Linked DNA regions of Anser cygnoides: region 2 is linked to region 1. The links are chromatin contacts, called in public Hi-C maps. All regions are on one chromosome and are shown on one strand. Each heading gives the region's core, a stretch centred on a gene start, on an enhancer-like site or on the middle of the called end of the contact. The rest is flanking DNA. Distances are from core to core; before and after follow the strand shown.

The links. A called contact is a pair of places that touch in the nucleus more often than the background predicts.
Region 2: a Hi-C map of liver shows a contact between it and region 1, with 1.7 times the contacts expected there. The contact joins the promoter of PXK here to the enhancer-like site in region 1. A contact is called at or near these places in 2 of 7 Hi-C or Micro-C datasets (both in liver).

Annotation. Positions count from the first base shown.
Region 1 is chr10:11,584,395-11,588,530 of Taihu_goose_T2T_genome, reverse strand. PXK (PX domain containing serine/threonine kinase like) reads left to right here. Exons shown (of 18, transcript XM_048072246.2): 18 at 3,360-4,136. The coding sequence ends at 3,565. Among named protein-coding and RNA genes, the nearest start is that of PDHB, 7.5 kb to the right of the region's middle. Within about 2 kb of position 2,045, at least 1 of the 3 cell types and tissues checked has open chromatin away from gene starts, as enhancers often do. A contact at or near this core is called in liver, where this site is marked.
Region 2 is chr10:11,618,180-11,622,173 of Taihu_goose_T2T_genome, reverse strand. PXK (PX domain containing serine/threonine kinase like) reads left to right here and starts at 2,274. Exons shown (of 18, transcript XM_048072246.2): 1 at 2,274-2,534. The coding sequence starts at 2,433. It overlaps HTD2 (hydroxyacyl-thioester dehydratase type 2), which reads left to right. Exons shown (of 1, transcript XM_048072389.2): 1 at 1-859. The coding sequence ends at 308.

The DNA of each region.
Region 1 (4,136 bases), core at 796-3,295:
ATTGGGAGGGAATAGAAGAAAAAGATCGGAACATTCTTATGGATTATTTTAATGAAATACAGCATCTTTAAAAACTATCACTAAAATGATTTTCTTTGTTTGCATCCCATTCTCAGCAATTTTTTAATGCTATTTGCACAATTACTGTCACTTTAAATTCATAATTAAGTTTTTGTTTCAATTCAGGCATCAAGTTTACAGCATCTGATTTACTTCCTATTCCTTTTAACACACTCTCTTAACAAAAATGTCCCTGTAAAAAAACCCTTGGTAAGTTCTTGTTTGAGTGTTTTATTCTTATAACTGTGTAAATGAGTAAATGTGTGTTTGCAGGCAACTCCTTCCAACATATGTATTGGAAAGGGCTAGTGATAATTGAGCACTTGTCTGAAATATTTTTCCTGGTAAATATGGGAAAATACTTCATTGTTGGGCAGAACAATTTTATCAGTAGATGCAGCTGTGTGCAAGTACACTGGAGTCAACTAAGATTTCCTTTGCACCACTCATGTCCAGAAGGGAAGGACAGTGTGACTAATTGAAATGAATGGATTTGAAGGATTTTCAGAATCACACTCTTCATTAACAGGTTCAATATGTAATAGTCATAGCTAGTCAGATACCATCTTAAAACCTGCGTGTTTTTGAGTTTTAAGGCAGAGATAGGGTGTAAGATCTCATAAGAGTTTCTTTCAACTGTGTGATGTTGTAAATATTTCAAGAATATTTAGTCCTGAGGAACTTAATGCACTTCCAGGAAGAAAGGTGGCCTCTCCCTCTACTTCCCTCTCCTTTATGACACAATTCTAAAATAGCCAGACCAAAATTCGAAGGTAACACATGGAAACTTGGCCTAATAATTCCTATATAGTGGCTTTTTACCTTTGTCAAATGTGTACCACCTTTTGCTGAATATATTAGTATTTGTATTCCACAGAGCCCTTGCCGCTGATCTCATGATCATTCCCTGTTGTGTCTTGTACAACTACTTGCGTAACCTCTTTGATCTCATCTTGCTGTTCCAGCTAAAAATCTTGTCTTTGTTCTCTACAACTCTTGTATCTCTTTCATAGAATCGTTTAGGTTGCAAAAGACCTCTAAGAGCATCTGGTCCAACCTTTAACCAAGGCCATCTCCTTTGTGATGAGCTGTTCTTGGCTCTTTCACAGCTGTTAATCTGATCCCAAGTTTGATGCTAGCGTTGGGACGCCAGTCCTTTCTGTTCAACCTCGAAAGTGATTACTTTAACTGTTCTTGGTCTTGTTCTTCCTGTGGCAAATTGTCAAGTTTTGCTTTGCTGTGCTATGCTGTCAGTCTGTATACAGAGACATGAGAACCAGGACACTAGCCTAGGGGATGATTTTCCAGTGTTTCTAAAAACAAATTGTCTTACATCTTTGGCTACTGTAAAAACACAGGTTTGGATATTTAGATGACCTCGAGGCATCAATATGCAATTTGCTATTTCGGTTCATGCTAACATTGTGCAATGTTCTGATTACTTAAGAGAGTAGTTGATCCACATGCAACGGGCATGTTAAATTGTTCCAGTTGATCTCTGGTATTTCTACTAAGACTTGAATATTACTTCTGAAAGGGAGGAGTGTGAAAACAAGAGCCCGATAGACTTCCCTTTTCTTGTCACAGAGAAGGGTTTTCATGCCAATGAGAATTTCTTCTGTGAGTCTGAAGTGCTGTAATCGTAGCGTGTATTAATGTTCATTGGCAAAATAGAATGCTTTGTGTAAATACTCGTTATTTTGCGCTTGGTACCATATGGTAAAACTCTCTCTTAAAGACTGGTACAAATTGAAAATGAAGGAGCTTTGAGTTATGACTTTCATCTAATACAACTACTTTATTACAGCAGCTTCTTTTTTTTACTATTGCCTGTTAGTCTGAGAGCAAGCATTAGTGAGAAACTGAGAGGGAAGCAGAGCCCAGAGAGCATCTTGACACCTTTTTTTGCTTTCTGCGGCTGAGCTTTATCTTTTTGAGTACTTCTTGAATCCATGTCACACAATTTCCATTAACTTCTTGGTATTTATTTACTTCATAGCAAGCATTCCTACTTCAGAAACCATAATCTCTTCTCTGGCCTCAGGTTGTTTGCTCTTTTGTCCGAAAGTATCATAGTTCTTGCGGCTTACTGGCATATTCCTCTTTGCAGGTTAGTTACCAAAACCAGGTGTTGGCTATAGATGTCATTTGTCTCTCTAGCCATATTTTGGAGTAACTCATGAACTAGACAATGGAGTTAAAGTTCATCATTCAGTAATCCTAAAATCTTAAGCCGTATGCCCCTCCTCATTCCAGAATATAGGAGAAGACAGGCCCATCGTTCCCATACAGCTTGGGATGTGCTGCAAATGCCACCTTCACGTGGTTGTCTTGTGGAACACCACAGGGTCACCTCTGGCCTTTGCTCTTACTCCTGCCGTTTATCTTTGATTACTTGTGTAGAAATTACGGTGTAATGTGCAGCAGCTGAGTTGCACAAGAGCAGGGGGTTCAGGAGAGCAGCTTGGGGCAAGTCAGGCCATCTGCTTGGATCTGAGCTGCCAGGATCCTCACTGATGGGTTAGATGCCTGCATGCAGAGCTCTGGTCTCTGGCTTCCCAGCCCTCTCCCTGCAAGTTGTCAGGCCACGGAGCTTGAAGCACGATGAGACAACACGAGAGGGATGTGACTGGGGTCAAAAGCAAGGGCCAGACTGTAAGGTGGGGGTACAGGCAGAAGGCAAGTGGTGTGAGTGGCAGATTGTTGTGATTCATTTGGCCTCTGAAACAAGCATTTGCTTGTTTCTCCATGGTTGGATGGTCTGACAGTGAAAGTGTAAAACATTTTCATAAAACCTCTATCTGCAGTTAGTCATCTAAAAAATAAATATAACCTGACCAATCGTCACAAATACTACAGCAGTGTGGTCCACGTGTGTAACGTTAGTCATGTAAATATGAAGTTAGTAAGATTTGCTCCCAGTATTTGGTACTGTTTGTGACCCAAAGAGCAAACTGCTTCACTGGGGACACACAATAGAAGCTGAGCCTGGGGAGCCCTGTTAATTATCTCTGTTTCCCTCAGTGCGAGATCACATTTGAGTCATGTTTTGCATCCTTGAGTACTGAGGCACTTCAGGCTTCTTTTCAGAGGTGTCTCAGGTGAGACGACTCACCTGCAGATAGAGGGATTTGATCACTTTGGCATTTTTCACCCGTTCTGTTCTTCACACTGCACTTGCTTTCAAGGGATGATGTGACTAGTGCAGGACTGACCTAGTCTGGCTACACAGCCACAGCACTCTGCGGCAGGACCTCCTTGGCATACTCAAACGACATTTTCTCTCCTCAACTCAACAGGAGCATCGTCGACACCCCCAGCACCGCCACCGCCGCCCCTGCCACCAGCAGCTCCTCCTCCAAGTACAGAGGTGCCAATGCAGCCGAGCCCTCAGCCCGCCGTCAGTGCAAGCCGAGGAGCTTTACTCAGCTCCATTCAAAACTTTCAGAAAGGAACTCTGAAGAAAACACAGACGTGTGACTACAGTGCTCCCAGGATCAGCTGAGGCTACCGGTTACAGCAGGATTGAATTCCCCTTCCCCTTCCTGTGCTGTCTCGGAACAAGGCCCGTCTGCGTGGCGACATTCACCAGCATAGAGCGGCTAACCACACTGTAACTCCGTTTTACCCCTCTTTCAGCTTTCCTTGAGCAGCAGCACTACACTGTGGATTGCGTTGCCATGCTAAGTACTCCCTTCTTTATTTGGTTTTAAGAACTTTTTTCTCTAGCTACACTATCAGGGCTGTATAGCTGAATAAAAATTTGAAAATAGGAACGTCCACGATCCAGGTGAATTAAAGCATTTTTTTTCTAGTTCTGTTTCCCCACTTTTCTTTTCAAATTACAGGAATCTAGTTTTAGTCTGCTGTAAGATTTTTCAGTACTATTCATGTAACTGTAACTCATCTAACTCTTGCTGCATTGAATCAACAGGTTTTGTTTTAGGTAATCCAAAAAAATAAAACGCACCAAACCAACCTTTAAAGTGTACTGCACAGGTGAGGGAACTGGAGAATTAAATCTTATTCCCACCCTATTTGTTGGTGGAGTAAAAAATGCTGTCTCAAATTTGTTT
Region 2 (3,994 bases), core at 1,025-3,524, 33 kb before region 1:
ACCCTTTGCATTTAGATGAAGATTTTGCAAGGAAATCTAGGTTTGGGAGAACTATTGTACATGGAGTTTTGATCAATGGACTTATTTCTGCAGTTTTGGGTACTAAAATGCCTGGTCAAGGTTGTGTATTTCTTTCTCAGGAGATTCGATTTCCAGCTCCTTTGTATATTGGAGAAGAAGTCATAGCTGCAGCGGAAGTTAAACGACTGAAGACCTCTGTTGCACACATCTCAGTATCCTGTAAAGTCAAAGGAAGTGGAAAGACTGTTATGGAAGGGATGGTGAAAGTCATGGTGTCAGAAAGTTAGAGCTGTTGATCTTAAGCTACTTCACAGTAAAGGCAAAAATACATGTTTGGTTTTGACTGTCTGTTTACATGGCATCTCTTAATCCAGTACATTTGCAACAGAAAACCTTCACGATCTTCCAAAGACTATACACAAACTCAATCCTGATGGTAACTGCATTAAGAGACTTACAGCTTTTAATTTTTCTGTGTACCATCACACTGAAACCAATGGAACTAGACACGCCTTACAGACGTGGCACTTCCAGACAAGCTGTGCTACAGTGGAAAGTCTAGAGGGGTAGGAGCTTATATTGAGGCTGTTCCTTTCATCAAGGCTGCACTTCATAGTAGCCCAGTTAAAACACGTTACAACTGTTTCACAAAATAGTTATATGGTAACAAACAGGTGAAAAGGGACAATTCTGTGCTTTTAACAAGCAAAACAGACAGGTGAAGGTACTGATACACATGTACTGCAAGATTGCTTCATGTAATCCGTATTGAACCTCTAGCTGATGCTGCAGTGCTCTTTTGCGATGTGTTAGCTAATAAAGCCTTTAGCTCAGCCGATTAGTAGTAGCCAGCCTTGATAGAAACAACACAGTCTTTCTGACAAAGCTTGAAGATGCAGCACTTGAAATACTTTATGAGGAATGATGAGGACCATCAGTAGTAAACGTACAGGCTTTTTTCAGTTGGTGGCTCATTTTCTGGCTGCATGTTACCCCCTCCTTTTCTCTGCAGCAGAAGTGCATTCTGCATTGATACAAATAATCTCAAAAGTTGTTTGCTATGAAAAGAAAGTTTGTCCTCAAACAGTGTGATGAAGGCTACTGGTAAAACAGCTATATTGTCTAGGTGTGATGTCAAATACAACCCTAATGCAACAACATACCTCAGGTGTTAAAGGAGGCAGGATCACAGGGAGGGGCAGCTGCAAGTGACAATGGTTGTAACATTTAGGCTGACTAAAATGTGCCTGCTGCTTTCAAAGCACAGGGCTTGGCCTGTTCATAACAAGGAACCAGTACTGAGAGCTTTCCTTATCTTTTGTCTGTGAGTTGATTCATTTCCTGCTTCTTTTTTTCTGCCTTAGGTCACTGCCTGATAACATATTTTTGCTATTCAAAGCACTGTTTCGAATCAGGCATATACTTCTCACTCGTTTTTGTTCATCTGCTTCTCTAGTTGTGAAGTTACATTAATGCCTATTACCAGAATGAATCAAATCTGAGGGTGAGACAGTAGGCGGGAGGTTGAGGCAATAATTAAATTTGTATCTGACCTCCAGGGTAACTGCAGGAGAAGTTTGGGAAGAGTCAAACAAGCTTGCTGTTCTAAGCTGAGATTTAACTGCTTAATCACAACGCACAGCCATTTTCCTGTCAGCGTGGAGCGGCAGAGGGGAGATCAAGGCTGTTTGTGCCAACTGTTCTAAGTGTGTGACAGACTGTAGCTCTGTAGTCTTACATACTTAACAACATTTGAAGTGAGGTTAATTTCTGTATGCACTGTAATAAGTCAAAAGGGTATGTGGGCAGTAGGTTTCCAAGTGGGATTGCTACGTGCTATTGAAATACATTTGGGATGTTGCTACAAGGAAAGTTAGGCTGTGGAATTCACTTTTGCCGCCTTCCATTCACATTTTGCAAATACTCTTAACTAAAAATCGCTAAACCGTGCAGACGATACCGAATCCTACCCAATTTTCTCATGATAGTTTGCCTAAGGCGAGGAAAAAGGTAGGGAGCCGCGAGCCCCAGCAGCGCCTGGGGGAACACCTCCTGCCGGCCTGTGGTAGCCGAGCCGAGGGCGGGCCGTGCCGCGGCTCGACGAAGCGCCGAGCCCGGCCCGCCCGCGACGGCCGGCGGAGCGGGAGCAGGAGGTTACCTCAGCGGGAGCCTGCCCGCCGGCCCCTCGGCCCCGGCCGGAGGAGGAGCGCCATGCCGCCGCTGCGTGCCTCGGACAGAGCTCGCGGCTCCCCCTGGCGGCCGGGCGGCCACAGGGCGGGCGGGCGGCGGCGCTAAGGCCCGGCGGGGCGGCGCGGAGCTGCCGTGTTGACAGCGCCGGGAGCTGGCCGGGAAGGGAAGCAGGTTGGCGGCGGCGGCGGCGGCGGCGCCGGGTCCCCGCTGCCCTCCGCGGCATGGCTTTCATGGAGAAGCCTCCGGCCGGCAAGGTGCTGCTGGACGACACGGTGCCGCTGACAGCGCAGATCGAGGCGAGCCAGAGCCTGCACTCCCACACGGTGAGCGGCGGCGGCGGGCAGGGCCGCGGGGGCGGCGGGAGGGAGCCGGGGCGCCGGGGGGGGACCCCGAGAGGCGCCGGGGTAACCGGGGGTGGGCGCCGAGAGGGAGCTGGGGGGGAGCGGGGCCGGGCCGGGCGGCTCCCCGGCAGCAGGCCCGGCGGGGTCGGGGACCGCCCGAGGAGCCTCCGGGGTGGGCAGGGAGCGAGCCCCGTGCGGCGCGGGGAGATGGGGGCGGCGGGGCAGGGGGTGCCCGGCGGGCTTGGGAGCTGTGGGGGGGCCGAGGGGGGGCCCTGGGACCGCAGGGGGGTGAGGGGGCAGCCCCCTGGGGAGCCCCTCCGGTGGGGATGCGGGGTAGGGGGGCTGCTGGTGCTGCTGCTGCTTCCCCCGCCTGTCCTTTCTGTGAAATGGGTCCTCTGCCTGCAGCAGCTCGGTGGCTGCGTGGGGCGGGCGGTGGGCTTCGTGTTACCTCGGGCTCGCATCTGCCCTGAGAGAGGCCTCGCGCCGTAGGACTCAAGAAATAAGCGTCCGTAATTTCTGCTTGTCGTGGGATCCATCACCGCGTTTGGAGCAGAGATGGGTTCTCGCTGGCCCATCTCAGCAGCCGAGATGAAGTTACTTTTGCTTGGTGCCACTGTAGTGGGGTCGCCGAGCTGCAGGGATGTCCCCAAAGCTTGCTTTCTGTGTTACAGGGAGCGGCGGCACCCAGCAGAACGAGCCCTCTTGGGACTTTGTGTCACGGGTTAATTCTGGGATGTGCGGTACACGTGCGTGCCACCTTCATGAGAACTGTGCTGTCTTTGAGCTTGCAGTAATAATCCAAATTTCATAACCTCCTGTCTGCAGTTATTTTCCACCTTAAAAACTAGGCTTACTTACAGTATGAGCAAGCAGTACTGTGATAGAGAATCAGAGAGAGAGCGGGCTGTCACTTCTGATCCCTGCCTTTAGCTCAGAGCGGGGATGCTGGGCTAAAAAGAAGGCCAGAGGCACTACGGCAGCAGGTACGCCGGTAGGAAGCTGGTTTTAAGTGGAGAGAGGGTGTTCCTTCTGCCCCTTGCACAGCATTCCTGCCTTGTTGATCCCTTTATTGGTTCCTTGCAGCTGGTGAATGCTCTTAAATGTTCTCGACCTGTATGACAATAATTGTAGATTCACCACGGGATATACAGCTAATCTGAAGATTGTCTTATTAAATAGTTTTCCTGTAAGCAGTCTGCACTCAGGAAGTCTTGTAGTGAGGGGGGCTTTCTTGTACATGAAGATCTCACGTTTACTGATATCTCCGTCTTCCTCTGAACAGAAACCACATGTGAAAAATCTTCTAGAAGATCTTGTGAATCTAGTGGGCCACGGCTCTCAATTGTTGTTACCCCTATTATAAATAAAACTGATCAGGTTTATCCTCTGGCAAGCCTAATACTTTTTACCTGTTTCAATGGCTGAGGGGCGTATGTGCCAAG